2 separate regions of the Mus musculus genome follow, and region 2 is linked to region 1. A link is a contact called in public HiChIP or PLAC-seq data. All regions are on one chromosome and are shown on one strand. The core of a region is the stretch at or near the end of the contact, and the rest is flanking DNA. Distances in the headings are between cores, read along the strand shown. Region 1 holds the start of Lima1 (LIM domain and actin binding 1). Region 2 holds the start of Atg101 (autophagy related 101).

Region 1 (7,370 bases), core at 3,539-6,038:
TGAGGGGTCTTCCTCCATCTGCCGAGCACCAAGGGCTCCAGACAGGGTATGGAAGTTTCCCTTTCAGTTATGACAGGAATCAAGAACAAGTCTGTATTACCGTCCTGGGGCAGCCAGAAAAGGCTAAGGCCACACCGTGGAAGCAGACAGGTTTGATCCTGTGGCACTTGTGAACGTGGGCAGCCACCTCTATTGTCCCTTTTGCTAGCCGATAAAGGCCTATGATAATGATATGTCAGTATTTCTGTCTAGTTTACACTGACCGAAAAGTTGTGAGTTGACTCTTGTAATATAATATTGAATTCTCATAATCTTTCCAAATATCACATTCTAGGGATGTGGTTCAGTGGTAGAGTGTTTGCCTAGCTTATAGGAGATCCTGATCTCTTGAGTACCAGAGAAACAACAGTAAACTGCACTCACGTTCATCCATGCTTCTTTGGTTTTTGTTTTGTTTTGTTTCTGGCACAGACATAGGCATGTCCACGTGAGCAGGCGTATGGAAATCATACAGCAAGTGTATGGAAATCAGAAGACAACTTTCTGGGCTTGATCCTCCATCACGTGGTTCCAGGGTTCAAACCCAAGGCATCAGACTTGGCAGCTAACGCCTTTTCCACTGAGTCAACTTGCTAGCTACAAACTTGGATTTTGTTTGTTTGTTTGAGACACAGTCTCACCATGAAGCCTCAGTTGGCTTGGCACTCACTTTGTAGACCAGGTTGGCCTCCAATTCAGAGAGCCAGCTGCATCTGTCTCCAGGACGCAGGGGCTGAAGACATATGTCACCACACCTGTCAAAAACAATACAAAACACAGCAGTCCGATGCCGGGCTAACTTTAATTCCAGCACCTGAGAAGCAAAGGCAGCTGGAGCTCCGAGTTCAAGACCAGCCTGGTCTACAGCCAGGGCTACACAGAGAAACCTGTCTTGGAAAACCCAAGCCAACAACAACATGTTTTAATAATACTTTTTCCAATGATGTTTAGTCTATGAATAAGTGTTTGATTATTATATGACTCGGCTAAGAAGATGAGTGCTTCTCCTCCAAGAGAATACAGCTCAGATCTGGGCATTGGCGGGCATCTTCATTTAGCTTACTCAGTAAGATAGAAAGAACATTAGAACTCACGCATTGATCAGTGACAACAGTACTGTACGGAAGCATATGGGAGCTTACCAACAGCAGCCCAGTTTCTTGTGCTTCTTACCGCAGTGGCTGCTCTAGCTGCCCTTCCACTCCGATCCGCTTCATTAACATTGTCTCTCCCATATGCAGCTTGCTTCCACGAGTTAAGCCTGAAGCTGAGGGTGTAGTTCAGCTGGTAGAGTGCTTGCGAACACACACAAAACCCTGACTTTGATCCCCAGGACTGCACAAACCACAACAACGGGCTGGAGCCATACCTATACTCCCAGCCCCTGTGGAAACAGGGAGCTCAGAAGGCCAAAGTCATAGCCGGCTACAGGGGAAGTCACAAGACCTTGTCCGCAAATAAATAAAGCTTTATTGGATCACAGCCATGTCCATCCTCTCTGTGTGGTCTGCGGTCACTTTTGTAGTAAGAGATGAATAACTGTTACAGAGACAATGTGTTAGACAAATCTACAATATTTCCTAGTTGACTACTTTGTTTGGGACACTGCCTCCCTGTGTATCCCAGGCTGATCTGGAACTATGTAGCCCAGGCTGGCTTGGAACTCAGGCCTGCTTCTGCCTCTTGAGTGCTGAGATTACAGGAATTTATCACTACAACCTGTTAGTAGTTGGCTTTTTTATATATATATATAAAAAATTTGGGGCTGGTGAGATGGCTCAGTGGGTAAGAGCACCCGACTGCTCTTCCGAAGGTCAGGAGTTCAAATCCCAGCAACCACATGGTGGCTCACAACCATCCGTAACGAGATCTGACTCCCTCTTCTGGAGTGTCTGAGGACAGCTACAGTGTACTTACAATAAATAAATAAATCTTTAAAAAAAAAAAAAAATTTGCTGGCTATTGGTCTAGGAAATGTTTTAAAAGCAATAAATGAAGTCCTGCACGTGGCGTGTGTGTGTGTGTGCTCACGCACACATGGTGTGTGCATGTGTATACCAGTACAGAAATGCGTTGGCACACACACAGAGGTCACAACATGACTTGTAGCAGTTATTCCTGTGTGTCCACAGAGGCTCCCAAGGATGGCACCCAAGCTTGCACCGCAAGCGCTTTTACCAGCTGAGCATCTTGCTGGCCCAAAATTTGATTCTTAAGAATGGTTTTACTAAAAAACTGACTCATAAAATCCTGATAGTTGGGGGGCTGGAGAGATGGCTCAGTGGTTAAGAGCACTGACTGCTCTTCCAGAGGTCCTGAGTTCAATTCCCAGCAACCACATGGTGGCTCACAACCATCTGTAATGGGATCCGATGCCCTCTTCTGGTGTGTCTGAAGACAGCTATAGTTGTACTCATATACATAAAATAAATAAGTAAATCTTTAAAAGGAAATCCTGATAGTTTATCATTAGCACTTGCAAATACAAGCCCCCTGTGGTGTTCTACCACCTATACTTTCAAAAAGGCCCTTTGGGAGTTAAGTTAGTGGTCTAGTAGGAAAGCGGCTGAAACAAGATTTAGAGCCAAAACCCCAACACAGGCTACACATTTTTTTTTTTTTTAGATTTATTTATTTATTATATGTAAGTACACTGTAGCTGTCTTCAGACACTCCAGAAGAAGAAGTCAGATCTCGTTACGGATGGTTGTGAGCCACCATGTGGTTGCTGGGATTTGAACTCCTGACCTTCGGAAGAGCAGTCGGGTGCTCTTACCCACTGAGCCATCTCACCAGCCCCCAGGCTACACATTTTTGTTGTTGTTGTTGCTGCTGTTGCTGTTGTTGTGGAGAATGGACTCCTAATTGGCTCGGTCCTGTGTTTTCTATTGAGGGGATTCCGTATACAACAGAGTGAGTTTGTTGAAGTCCGGTCCCATATTGGTAACACATCCTCTTTAACATTCTCCTGTCCCAGCTGGTTTTGTGTGTCAACTTGACACAGCTGAAGTTATCACAGAGAAAGGAGCCTCCCTTGAGGAAAGGCCTCCATGAGATCCAGCTATAAGGCATTTTCTCAATCAGTGATCAAGGGTACGAGGGCCCATTGTGGGTGGTGACCAGTTCTCAGGCCTTGGATTATTCATGTTTAATGGTGTTAACACAAAATAAGCAGGCCATTAGCCTAAGGTTATTTTTGTACCAGAAAGTCCTTCTAACTGATTAATTCTGAATCGAGACAGCCATTCACAGATAGCCAACCAGTCAATTGGTTATATAACTAGGGAGCTGCCATGTGACCGTATCAAATAAAGCAAAGCCAATATCATTACTTCCTTGTTCGGCTTATGAAGCTCCTTTCCCAAGCTGTTAGAGAAGTTTGCTGATTTCCCGTTTAAAAAAACAAAAACAAAAACAAAACCCTTTTAATCTTCGAATAAAGTTAATTTGCTTCTTTAGTACATTTATCCAGAAATCAGTCTAGGTTAGATTTTTGAATGATATTCTATCCTTGGTGAATGGCTCAATTCCTTAAAACTTGTTCATCAACAGCTTTTTGTAGGTTTCTTGTTTTGTTCCTTTTGGGTTATTCTCACTCTGTAACACTGGACATCCAGGGACTCAAGGCAACCATCCTACCTCAGTTGCCAGGATAAAGGCCACATGTCCTGTGCCCTTTGCCAGTGACTGCTTTAGGAGTTGAACAAATCTTTCTACCACTGGCCCTTATGATACTAATCAACACTCACATGAAAAGCCTCAGAATTCCTTTCGTTTGGTATGTCACTAGACCTCAGGAAAGGATACTATCAAAAGGCTTCGTGCAGAGAGGAATGGTGGTGGAGCCAAGAATCTGAGGGCTGGATGGCCACATGCTATGTCTCCTCATGATCTATTCAGACCCTCACATTCCTAGTGCAGAAACAGAAACAGGTCTTGCAGACACTGTTGAGAAGTGCAAGCCCACTCTAGGGTGTGTGCTACTACCCTTCTCTTAGAGCCTCTTTTAAAAAAGACTTTTATTTAATCTTATTAGTATGTATATGTGTGTGAGTGTGTGATGTGTGTGCAGTTCCTCACGGACGCCAGAAAATGGTATCAGGTTCCCCAGGTGCTGGAGTTACGGGCAGTTTTGTGAGCCAACAGCTCAAAGATCACTTCAGCTACACTGTGAGTTCCAGGCTAATCTCAGCTACATGTGATGACCCTCCTCTGTCTCAAAAGAAAATGAAGGAAAACCACCCGTTGTTGAAAAAAACAAAAAACCAAAAACCAAACAAACAAAACCCATAGCTCTTGGAGAACTTGGACACCACCTACTCTTATCTAATCCTATCCTTTCCTGAGGAAACTCAGGTCCACTGAGGTGAAGTGATCCAATGTAGTCTGAGCCAGGCCTCTTTGGCAGCTCTTTGCAGCACAGGGCATGGCCTCTCTTAAAATACCTTTCCACAGAACTTACCCCGACAGCACCAGGAACTTCCCTGAAGTTGCACTTAGACCAGATTTCTGGGTGAGTCTCAGATCAAACTGCTGCAATCTCTAGTCAGAGAGAGATAGGGTGAGCCAGAAAGGGGACACGACCAAGTTGGAGGCTGACACAGGAGCCACGCCTCCTGCAACACCACCGCTACTAGGGCGACGCTCCGGTCACGAGTTGAACACGCCGCCGGGAGCGAGCACGTTCGCTCCAAGGCCGCGCGGGAGGCGGGAGACGGGCGCGCCTCCGCGGCAGGGGGCGGGGCTCTGAGCGGGGCCGGGGCGGGGCCGCGGAGCTGAAGGTGCTGCAGCCCAGTTGCGACAGGTGCGCTGGGCAGACAGAGCGCAGGACCGTGGCCGTGCAGCGCCGAGCCCCGACGGCTTTCTAGTCAGGTAAGCGCTTCCTCTCGCCTCGCCCTCCGCAGCCTGCATGCGCGCGGAGACCCTGCTGAGCCCCGCACTCTCCCCGCGTATTTTGAGGCGGTGGGTAGCAGGAGCAGGAGGCTCACCCCTTGGGGTCCACGTTGGAGGAGCCTCCCATGCTCCGCCCTCCCTTCTGGGAAGTCCAAGGGACTGAGACTTCGCTGCCTGGGCCCCTGGTCTCGCACGGGATGGAGGGAAAGTGGCATTTCATCAAAAGTTAAAACACCCTCTTAGGGAGGTAATCCTGCCACTCTTTCCTTCTTCCACGCGGCCGTTCCTTTTCCAATTTTTCTCCCGTCCATTCCTCCAGATGAACTCTGGTTAAGACTTAACATCCTTCCGAACAGTTCCTACTTGCTGTGTCCTTCCCAAATCGCTATGGTGTACTTGAGCTGGGATCCACTGCTCACTCGCATCCGTAGGTGTTAATATTAGGTAACTGTACACCCCTGGCCACACACACTGGAGCTCGAAGTCGTGGGTGCTAGGAGCGAACCATCTGGCACCCGTCCTAGCCTTCTTATTGGTGCTCACAACAATGAGTTTAGCTGATCCTGGTGAGAGATACTGATCTGCTATTGTCTTGCAACTAATTCCAGCTCTCAAAAATCTGCCTAATCCAAATGGTTCTGTTGACTTTGCAAGTTAGCCGAAGACTGTGAGGTTATGTTTTTAAGACGTTGACCTTTGGAGGGCAGATCATCCTTGGCACGGAAGTGGGTGAGTGGGCTACTTTGTATCTACATAGTTACTGGTACAAATACCTAGTCCAGTTAGTCTATGGACGACCAAGTGTGATCATGTTTAGACAGCCTTCAAAAAGCTATAGAGTTAGCAGGAAAGAACAACTCCTCCTCAGTCGTTGTCTTCTCCTCCTCCTCTCCCTCCTTTTTCTTCTTCTCTTCCTCTTTCTGCTTCTTCAGAGAATCCCTGACTAGCCTTGAGCTGGCTATCTAGCTTTGGCTGCCTGAAATATGGCTGCCTCTGCATCTTGAATGTTAGGATTAAAGGTGTGCTCCACTGTCCCTGACCTTCAATATATATATATATATATATATATATATATATATATATATATATATATATATATATATATATATATATATATATATATATATATATATATATTTTAAAAATTACCATTTGTGTGATGTGTGTGCATGAATACCAGCCATCGTGCTATGGTAGGCTTGTGGAGGTCAGAGGGCAGCTTATAGGAGTTGGTTCTCTCTAACTTAGGATTTGAGGATCAAACTCTGGTCCTTAGTCTTGTGCAGCAAAGGTTTTCATCTTCTGAGCCATCTTGCCAGCCCAGAGAAGTTCGTTCGTCCTTTCTTTCTTTCTTTCTTTCTTTCTTTCTTTCTTTCTTTCTTTCTTTTCTTCTTCCTTCCTTTCTTTCTTTCTTCCTTACTTTCTTTCTTTCTTTCTTTCTTTCCTTCTTTTGCTTTTTTACATTTATAGTGTGTGCATGCGCGCGTGTGCGCATGCGCCATGGCATGTGCATTGAATGTAGGTCAGATGAGAACTGTGGGGTCTGTTCTTTTCTTCCAGGATTCTTCCTGGAACCCCTGCGGGTTCCAGGGTTTGAACTCAGTGCATCAGGCTTCATGGCAAGCACCTTTTCCCTGATGAGCCATCTTCCCAGCCTGAAAAAGCTTAGCTCTTTTTAAAGGTCTGCATGCACATATATGTGCATTGGTTCAACAAGGTAACATGGTACTAAATTATGTTAGGAATTCTTGAGGGGACAAAACATTTTTTTTCCCAGTGACTTTTATGCCCATTCTTTTGTGGATTCAAAGTTGCAAAAGCTCCTACCCTTAAAGAGCCTACAGTGAGATAGATGGTTAGGCAACACCACAGATACAACCTATAGTATTGGTGAAATCATTTGCTGTTATTGTTTTGGTATTTCTTCTCTCTCTCTCTCTCTCTCTCTCCCTCCACTCGGCCTCGGAAAACCTCCCAATTTACATGGAGGTATCAACCCCTGGGGCATGTGCATGCTAGGGAAGTACCCCATTGCCGTATACTTACACCACTCCAATTTCTTGCCTTGTCTTTGGTCAGTCAACTCTATAGTCTTTTGAAAATGGGATTAGAGCCTGTTTAATTCTCCAGCAATTCAGTAGGTGGGTGGAGCAGTGGTTCTCACTGCTAATGTGTTAGACTCAGAAGCAGAGTTATCAGGTAGTCCCTGATCTGTAAGTAGAGTCACTGGGCCGAGACAGTACGCCGCCCGTCGTCAATGTGAGCAAAGCAGTGCCATTTTGTAAAAATGACCTCATTGTATAACTTTGTTTGACTTGGTACATTCAGGCTTTGTTCCCGACTCTAGTTAAAGGTGGGGCCAAGTTTCAACCTAATAATTGTAGGAAGAGAAGGCTCAGAAGTGAAAATAACTCTATTAACAGTGGAGACACTGTTGG
Region 2 (7,370 bases), core at 2,290-4,789, 1.4 Mb before region 1:
ACATGAAAGAAGCACTGGGGAGAAAGATCAAGAGAGGGATAGATAAGAGCAAGGTACAATGGCATACATGTGTAACACGTCATAATGAAACTATTATTCTGTGCACTATCCAAACAAATATATTAAAAGTCCACAATGCCATTTCTATCACCAGAGAGGTGACCAACATTAGTGGCCTTCTGTGTCCCTTACCCCTTTCTTCCTGCCTACAAAAGTGTACACAGGCATGGGTCACAGTGCGCAAAGGGACTTCACTCAGAGAGAAGGCACTCTGCCAAGCACGTTCCTCTCTTACAGAGTTTCAGCCCAGACTACGTGAGGAAGAAAGAAACAAGTGAGAGGTCATCACGGACAGCTATGGAGCCAGGGAGGTCAGGGAGCTCGCTGCTGAAGCTCGCCCTTCCTCCTAAGGAGCTATGTATGTGCCCTCCCAGACACACAGAGCCTACCTCCCCCACAGAGCTCTCAACACATCTGTCCTTTTGAGCCTTAACTCTGCTCTTTGGAAAGGCAAGCCAGTTAACACACAGCCAGGGTGAAGACATACATATTCCAGGTCCACCTGCCATTGGCTGGGCCACAAACCTACCTTGAATTCCCCAACAACCTTGCGCAAGGCACGGTCCAGCTCCTCTGAGGAGACGCGCACATAGGTGAAGTCGATGAAGTCACAGTCTACATCCTGGATGCCCACGGTGCCTATGGAGTACGTGCCCTCCTTCTTGTAGTGAAACTTGCCCGTGCTGCGGTGCAGGAGCACCGTGTGCAGCACCGCCAGCATGGCCTCCTCCACCTGCCGCCCCTCCACCGACACCTCCAGCACTTCTGATCGACAGTTCATCCTGCAGGCAGCTGGAGCCGGAGCAAAGGCAAGACACAGGATACTTCACCCCACCTAGGGGCCAACCTGTGAGAACCAAGTCAGATCATCTAGAAGGTCCTGTCCACTTCCTGCTCAACTGGGCTCTGCCCCTGCCTCTACCAGCCCCCCTGTGTTTTGGCAGCACATTTTAAGAGAAACCCACAGACCCTTGGGATCAGCAAGGGGCCGAGCTTCAAGGTCTTTGGTCCAAGTATCAAGTGAGGTGAGAGTCAAGACCCAGTGTGCCGCAACAGGCAGCAGGAAGCTGCAGATGCAGGAAGGGTCCCACAACGGCAGACCCTGAGGCAGGAGCACAGTGAGAGCAGTCTGAGTCGGTTCCCTCCAACCTTAGTGGCCTGGTTAAAGCAAGTGGACTCTGTCCCAAGGGCAACAAAGTTACAGAACCCTTGTGCCAACATCAACATCAGATCTCTGCATCAGAAAGCCAGCTCTTGTTGACTCCTTCGAGGTCACAAACCACTTTGGACAAACCAATGAAAGCTACAAAGGCTGGCTTTAAAACCTATAATACACGCACATCAGGGCCATTTAATGCAGAAAGGCAGCAAGATGAGCAGAGTGCAACTAGCAATGGGGCAGTGAGGTGTGCAGTGTGGGAGCGCTCATGCAGATGTCCAACAGGGGGCAGTGAGGGATGCAGTGCGGGATGCTTCTGCTCACGTCCAGCAGTCCTGAGTCGATACCTAACAGTGCTTCTGCTTCTTATTCATTTGTAAGAGGAAAAGTCTGAGCTGGTTGTAGTGGCACACACCTTTAATTCCAGCACTCAGGAGACAGAGGCAGGTGGATCTCAGGGAGTTCAAGAATAGCCTAGACTACATAGTGAGCTCCAGGACAAAATAGAGACACTTGTATTTAAAAGCATGACCCCCTCACACATACAAAGAGACAGACAGACAAGATCTGTTTCCTAGACTGACCTCTTTCCCAGTCCCTCCTAGACAGGTGGGACTACAGGGCGAGCTTGGCTCTGCTACTCATTCCTGTAGGGAGTTTCAATCTTTTGTTTTGTTTTAGAGTCAAGGTTTCTTTGTGTAGCCCTGGCTGCCCTAGACCTCCCTCCAAAGACCAGGCTGGCCTTCAACTCAGAGATCCTCTTACCTCTGCCTTCCAGGTGCTGGGATTAAAGATGTGTACCAACACCGCCTGCAATCTCAGGTATTTTACAACAGGAACAGAAGAACTAAGACTCTTTCAGACCTTATAAAAACCACTCAGCCTTTGTAAACCTGTTCGCTACCTATAAATTGGGACTTCAGCAAAGATTTAGGATATTTTAATGTCAAACAGTCTACTAGTTAAAAACAATGACTCAAACTTCAGGCATCCAGGACCAGAATGCATAGCTCTGCCCTACAGCTGTACAAGCTGAGGGTAGTAGTTCAGTGGTAAGGCGTTTGTCTTGCACGAGTGAGGGGTCCAATCTCCAGGACCCATAAAAAAGGGAGCTAGTAATAACCTTCAAATAAAAGTCTCAAAGACTGAAAAGTTGGATGTGTATACCCCTTAAAACTGCCTGTCAGGTAGCAAGCACAAAGCGTTAGGTGCTAAATTTGTTATTATACTGTCACTACTGGGTAACCATGCAAAGAGCCACTGAGGTGGCGGGGTGAGGAAGGAACTTGGGTAACAAACCGAGCCCACAGGGAGTGCAAGCAGTTACTTTTCCTAGATGTGTGTTCTACCTGCCCCTTTCCTGGTGACTTCTCATCACCTCCAACACACGCCATCTCATCTTTAGACAGTTCAACTATTTCTTCTACCAAAGGAATCCTCCTTGCCTTGTGTTTCAATCTGCCTTATTAGTGTTTTTAAGATGGGGGGGGATTGTTTTTTATTTCTGAGACACCCCTTCATCTAATCCAGGCTGTCCTCCAACTCCTTGACTGAGGCAGCAAATGTTCTGCCTCAGCTTCCCAAAAGCTGGGCTTTGTCTCCATTCTGGGTGCAAAGTATGTGGATTGCTCTGCCATCAGCCTGGCTCCCTCTCTCATACCTGTCCCCACCGGGTGTTTTCTGCCTCTCACTATTCCTACAGCAGAGACACTATTTGTCGCTATAAACTGGCTCCTATTATCCCCTCAGTATAGCCTGGCCAGAATACCAGGTTCTTCCAAGAGTTCCTTTCTCGTGGACCAAGGATGCGACGGCTCCCTTACTCGTTATTATTTATCCTCTTGTTTAATTCCATTCTGCATTTTCCCACCTAGAAATTCCCAGCTCTGGTCCTGCCTTTCCAACTGTTTCTCCCTCTAACCAGCAACTTCCCTTGGTTTCAGCATTACTCCAGGACCCACCCCTTCCTTCCAGCCTCAGCCAATTTTTACACAGAGACAACATTTGCATTTCCCTCTGGTCCCCCTAACCAACAGGCAGAAGTCTATCCGACCCAGGACACGCCCATGCCTCACCTTGCTGGTAGAAATCCGAGCAGGAGCCACTCAGCCTCGGGTCCCCTTCTTCCCTAACGCGAACACGCAGTATTCGGGGACAGACCAAAAGCAAAAACAGGCTATTTGGACCCGCACCGAGAATTCTGACCGGACCGGACGTCAGGATCGCTGCCCGCGACCTCGCGCCGTCTCGGGACAGCAGTGCAGACGACGAGGACCGAGTCCAGACCCTACAGACGCCGGTCCAGGCCTCCGCTTCCTCTGCCTGAGCGGCGCGCGGGCCGGAAGTTTTGCCCGTTCGGAGGGTGGAACCGGAAGGAACCATCCGCGCCCACGGCGGGTGCTGGCCAGGCTCGGCTCGACCCAGCCGGACGCCGCTGCAGCCACGACATCAGGAAGCTCGCACGAGCTATATACTCTCTCATAATGCCACGTAACTTTAGTACTTGGGTGTTTTTTCTTGTTTGTCCTTCGGGCCCTAGGCTCGTTAAGAGGAACCCCCCCTCCTTTGGACGAGTCCATTCACTCCCACCACCGAGAACGTTGTTTGGGCTGGGACAACTCACTTCCGCCATCGAGACGAGAGGGACAGAGGGGACGGATGGACTCTGCGCTGCCCCTGGTGGCCAGGCGGAGTCGGCGGCGGAGAGCCCTCCCCTGCGACCCATTGTGGGGGCCCCCATTCGGAGCTGACAACCTTAAGACAAGAGAGATCCCGAGATCAAGGCCATAACATCTGAGAGGCGCCTGGGGATGAGCGCACGCCGGTGTGCTGTAGGATACTGAGCGGATGGTGAATCTGTGTTGGCCCAAAGTGCACAACAGTCCGGGTTCACTGAACTCAGACCCACAGGAAGATTTTGAAAAGGGAGCTTAGTCTCCCTGAGTTACCTTCATACAGAAGCACTACCTGATGTTGTGTCATGACCGAGCAGGTGGCAGTCTTGTCTTTAACGATTGCGCGGTTGCTCCTCTAACGTTACTTATCCTTTCCGAATCCCCATATAAACAGGGAGCTACTGTGAGGAATCACAAGCGATACTTTTGTGATCTATAAGGCGCCCTATAAATATAAATGAAGTGTTCCTGCTGAATAATCTCTCGGAGCGTTTTTAGTTGTCTATTTGTTGATAAGCCCAGAGCGCACAGGTTTGGTCAGTTGCTTTTAGCGCCTAAAGAGCGCGCACATCCCTAACTTTCAACAGGGGGCACTCCTGAGTTGTTTAACGTGAGCATTAACATGCGTGATTTCCAAACACATTTCATCTCCAACGCAGTGATTGTCTTGTATCTAGCAATCCTACAAGGTGGATGGAAATTTGACAATAAAAGAGGCTATGTCACTTACTTAGATCACTAAGTAGAAGAACCTCCAGTTCAAACCGGTTCCTTTTACCAATACAGGGGCTCACCTGTCTGGCTTCTCCTGCACAACCGGCCGTACACACTACCATTCTTTAACACATCTCACCCACAAGAAGGAATGTGTCAGATGTACCCCACTTACTGTGTGGAAGAGAACCTCCTTGATTCATGGTATGTTTGCCAACTTCCAACTGTGTCAATTTCAAGCTACGGGACACTGCTGAATTCGGAGTCTAAAGTGGATAAAGAATTATACTACTAGTTGATCTAAAGGAATACAATGGGCTCCTGAGGATTAAAACCAAAGGAGTGGGGTGTCAAACCCAGGACATTGTGCATGCTAGGTGGATTCTCTCCCACTAAGCTACAACTCTAGCCCAAGCTCAAGCTGTCTCAAGCTCTTTGCTGGCACTAACCTAAGGACACCATTCAGCCTTGATAGCCACCATGCAAGTACTTCAAAGGCCGGGCAGTGGTGACTTACCCACAACTGTGCTTTTCACGTGAGATAAAATATTACTCAACAGCCCCAGTTACAGATAATGAAACTGTGACTCAGTGGTGTGCAGTACTTTACTGTCGGTTAACTGTATGTGACACCCCCCACTTGCCTGGAACACCCCCAGACACTTGTCCGACTAAAGGTGTTTCTGGGGAGAGCAACACTGAAAGTGGCAAACTCAGTAAAGGGGATGGTCCTCCCAGAGTGGTGGCCACCGTCCACTCACATACTCCTCTGCCTGAACACAAAGGCTCAGTGCCCTGTGAGGAGTGTGCTTTACTGCTTCAGGGCGGGGGTATTCGTCCTTTCTCCAGGCTCTGGACTGAAGCACTCAGACTCAACCTAAACCTTCAGATCTCCTGGCTCTCGCATTGCTGACATCAGCTCTTGGGCTGTCTCTATAATGACATAAACTATCCCACGTAATAAACTTGTAATAAATATGTCATCCCATGTGTGCGTCTGTGTCCGTGTATCCCACTGGTTCTGTGTCCCTGTAATGACACCTGCCAGGGCCACATAGCTGTTCTTGACTCACTCTTCCGATGTTTTTACTCACCTTATTGTTACTTTGTTGTTGTTGTTGTTGCTGCTGCTGCTATTGTTGTTGTTACTGTTATTGTTGCTAGTGTGCTGGTGATTTTGAGAGAGCCTCTTTCCAGGGCTGGCTTGTGATTCTTGATTCCCCCCGCCCCCCAATCTCCACCTCTGAGAGCTGGAGAACGAGCCTGTAGCCTGTCTTCCTTCACAGCTCTCTTCTCCCTATTCCTCAATCCATCCTCCCCGTGCACCCTCTGCTGCCTGCCACTGAGGCTGAGTCCTTTCATGTCTCTGGCTTCCCATGCTGGCCAAGCCTCACCTCCTCAGACCTTCCTGACTCTTTCCAGGACGCCTCAAATTTTGGGTCCCATCCTTCTCTGATTATTACAGCCTTAGCCAAAATAAATAAATAAATAAATAGGTGTGTGTGGCATGAGTTCTCTGATCCTACGCCCTGACCCATAATGATCAAGATACAGTTGTTTAGTCAGGACATTATCTGACTGTAATTTCCACTGCTAAAAGCCATCCTGAGATACAGAGTGAGTTCAAGGCCAGCCTGAGCAATGAGAGAAATGTGTGTAAAAATTAATAGTCTAGGCCAGGCGGTGGTGGCGCACGCCTTTAATCCCAGCACTTGAGAGGCAGAGGCAGGTGGATTTCTGAGTTCGAGGCCAGCCTGGTCTACAAAGTGAGTTCCAGGACAGCCAGGGCTATACAGAGAAACCCTGTCTCGAAAAAAAAATTAATAGTCTAAAGAGAGCTGGAGAAATGGCTCAGTGGTTAAGAGCACTGGCTGCTCTTTCAGAGGACCTGGGTTCAATTCTCAGCATCCACATGGCAGCTCACAACTCCAGGTCCAGGGGATGCAATGGCTTCTTACAGCCTCTAAGGGCACTAGGTACCAGGCATTCACATGCTGTACATACACACTTGAAGGCAAAAAAAAAAAAAAAAAAAAAAGTTATATGCAGAAAATAAAAAGAAAGAAATCTTTAAAAGCATAATAAAAGCCGGGCGTGGTGGTGCACGCCTTTAATCCCAGCACTTGGGAGGCAGAGGCAGGCGGATTTCTGAGTTCGAGGCCAGCCTGATCTACAAAGTGAGTTCCAGGACAGCCAGGGCTACACAGAGAAACCCTGTCTCGAAAAAATAAATAAATAAATAAATAAATGGCAGACTCTGAATTGGTCAGTCTAAATTCTTAAAAAAAAAAAAAAAAAAAAAAAAGCATAATAAAATGAATTCTGGGAATATAGCTCAACATCCAACCTGAGCCCCATGAAAATACCATACAGAGCAGATTCACCAGTCTAGCTGTCTAGCTGTCTGGGAGTGCCGAGGCTTACAACAGAGATGAGCCGGGAGACACACCTGGGCAAGAAGCATCAAGAAATGGTCTGAAGGCTTAAGAGATGCCTCTGTGGTTAAAAACACTTGTTCTTGGACAGGACCCAGGAGATAATTCTCAGCACCCACATGGCAGATCCCAACTGTCCACTGGCACTCTCTTTGAACCATCAGGTGGTCCAAGACATGCATACAAGCCAAATACTCGTGCATGCAAAATAGAATAAATGAGCCTTTTAAAATGGGAAGAAAATAAGTGGTTTGGGAAAAATTGCATCAGGAGTGAGGAGGGCAGTTGCTGCTGTCATCCTTGGAAGACACCAGTGTTCTGAAAAGA

What was found. HiChIP or PLAC-seq counts read pairs in DNA pulled down with a chosen protein or histone mark.
Region 2: a contact with region 1 is called in an HNF4G HiChIP or PLAC-seq map of pancreatic cancer cells. The contact joins the promoter of Atg101 here to the promoter of Lima1 in region 1. A contact is called at or near these places in 2 of 39 promoter capture datasets (embryonic stem cells and pre-B cells) and 1 of 115 datasets of contacts at active chromatin or transcription factors (pancreatic cancer cells).

The regions. Positions count from the first base shown.
Region 1 is chr15:99,872,874-99,880,243 of GRCm38.p6, reverse strand. It overlaps Lima1 (LIM domain and actin binding 1), which reads left to right and starts at 4,788. Exons shown (of 11, transcript NM_001113545.1): 1 at 4,788-4,911. It also overlaps the pseudogene Gm18095.
Region 2 is chr15:101,280,470-101,287,839 of GRCm38.p6, reverse strand. It overlaps Atg101 (autophagy related 101), which reads right to left and starts at 3,539. Exons shown (of 3, transcript NM_026566.2): 1 at 3,295-3,539; 2 at 590-907. The coding sequence starts at 841.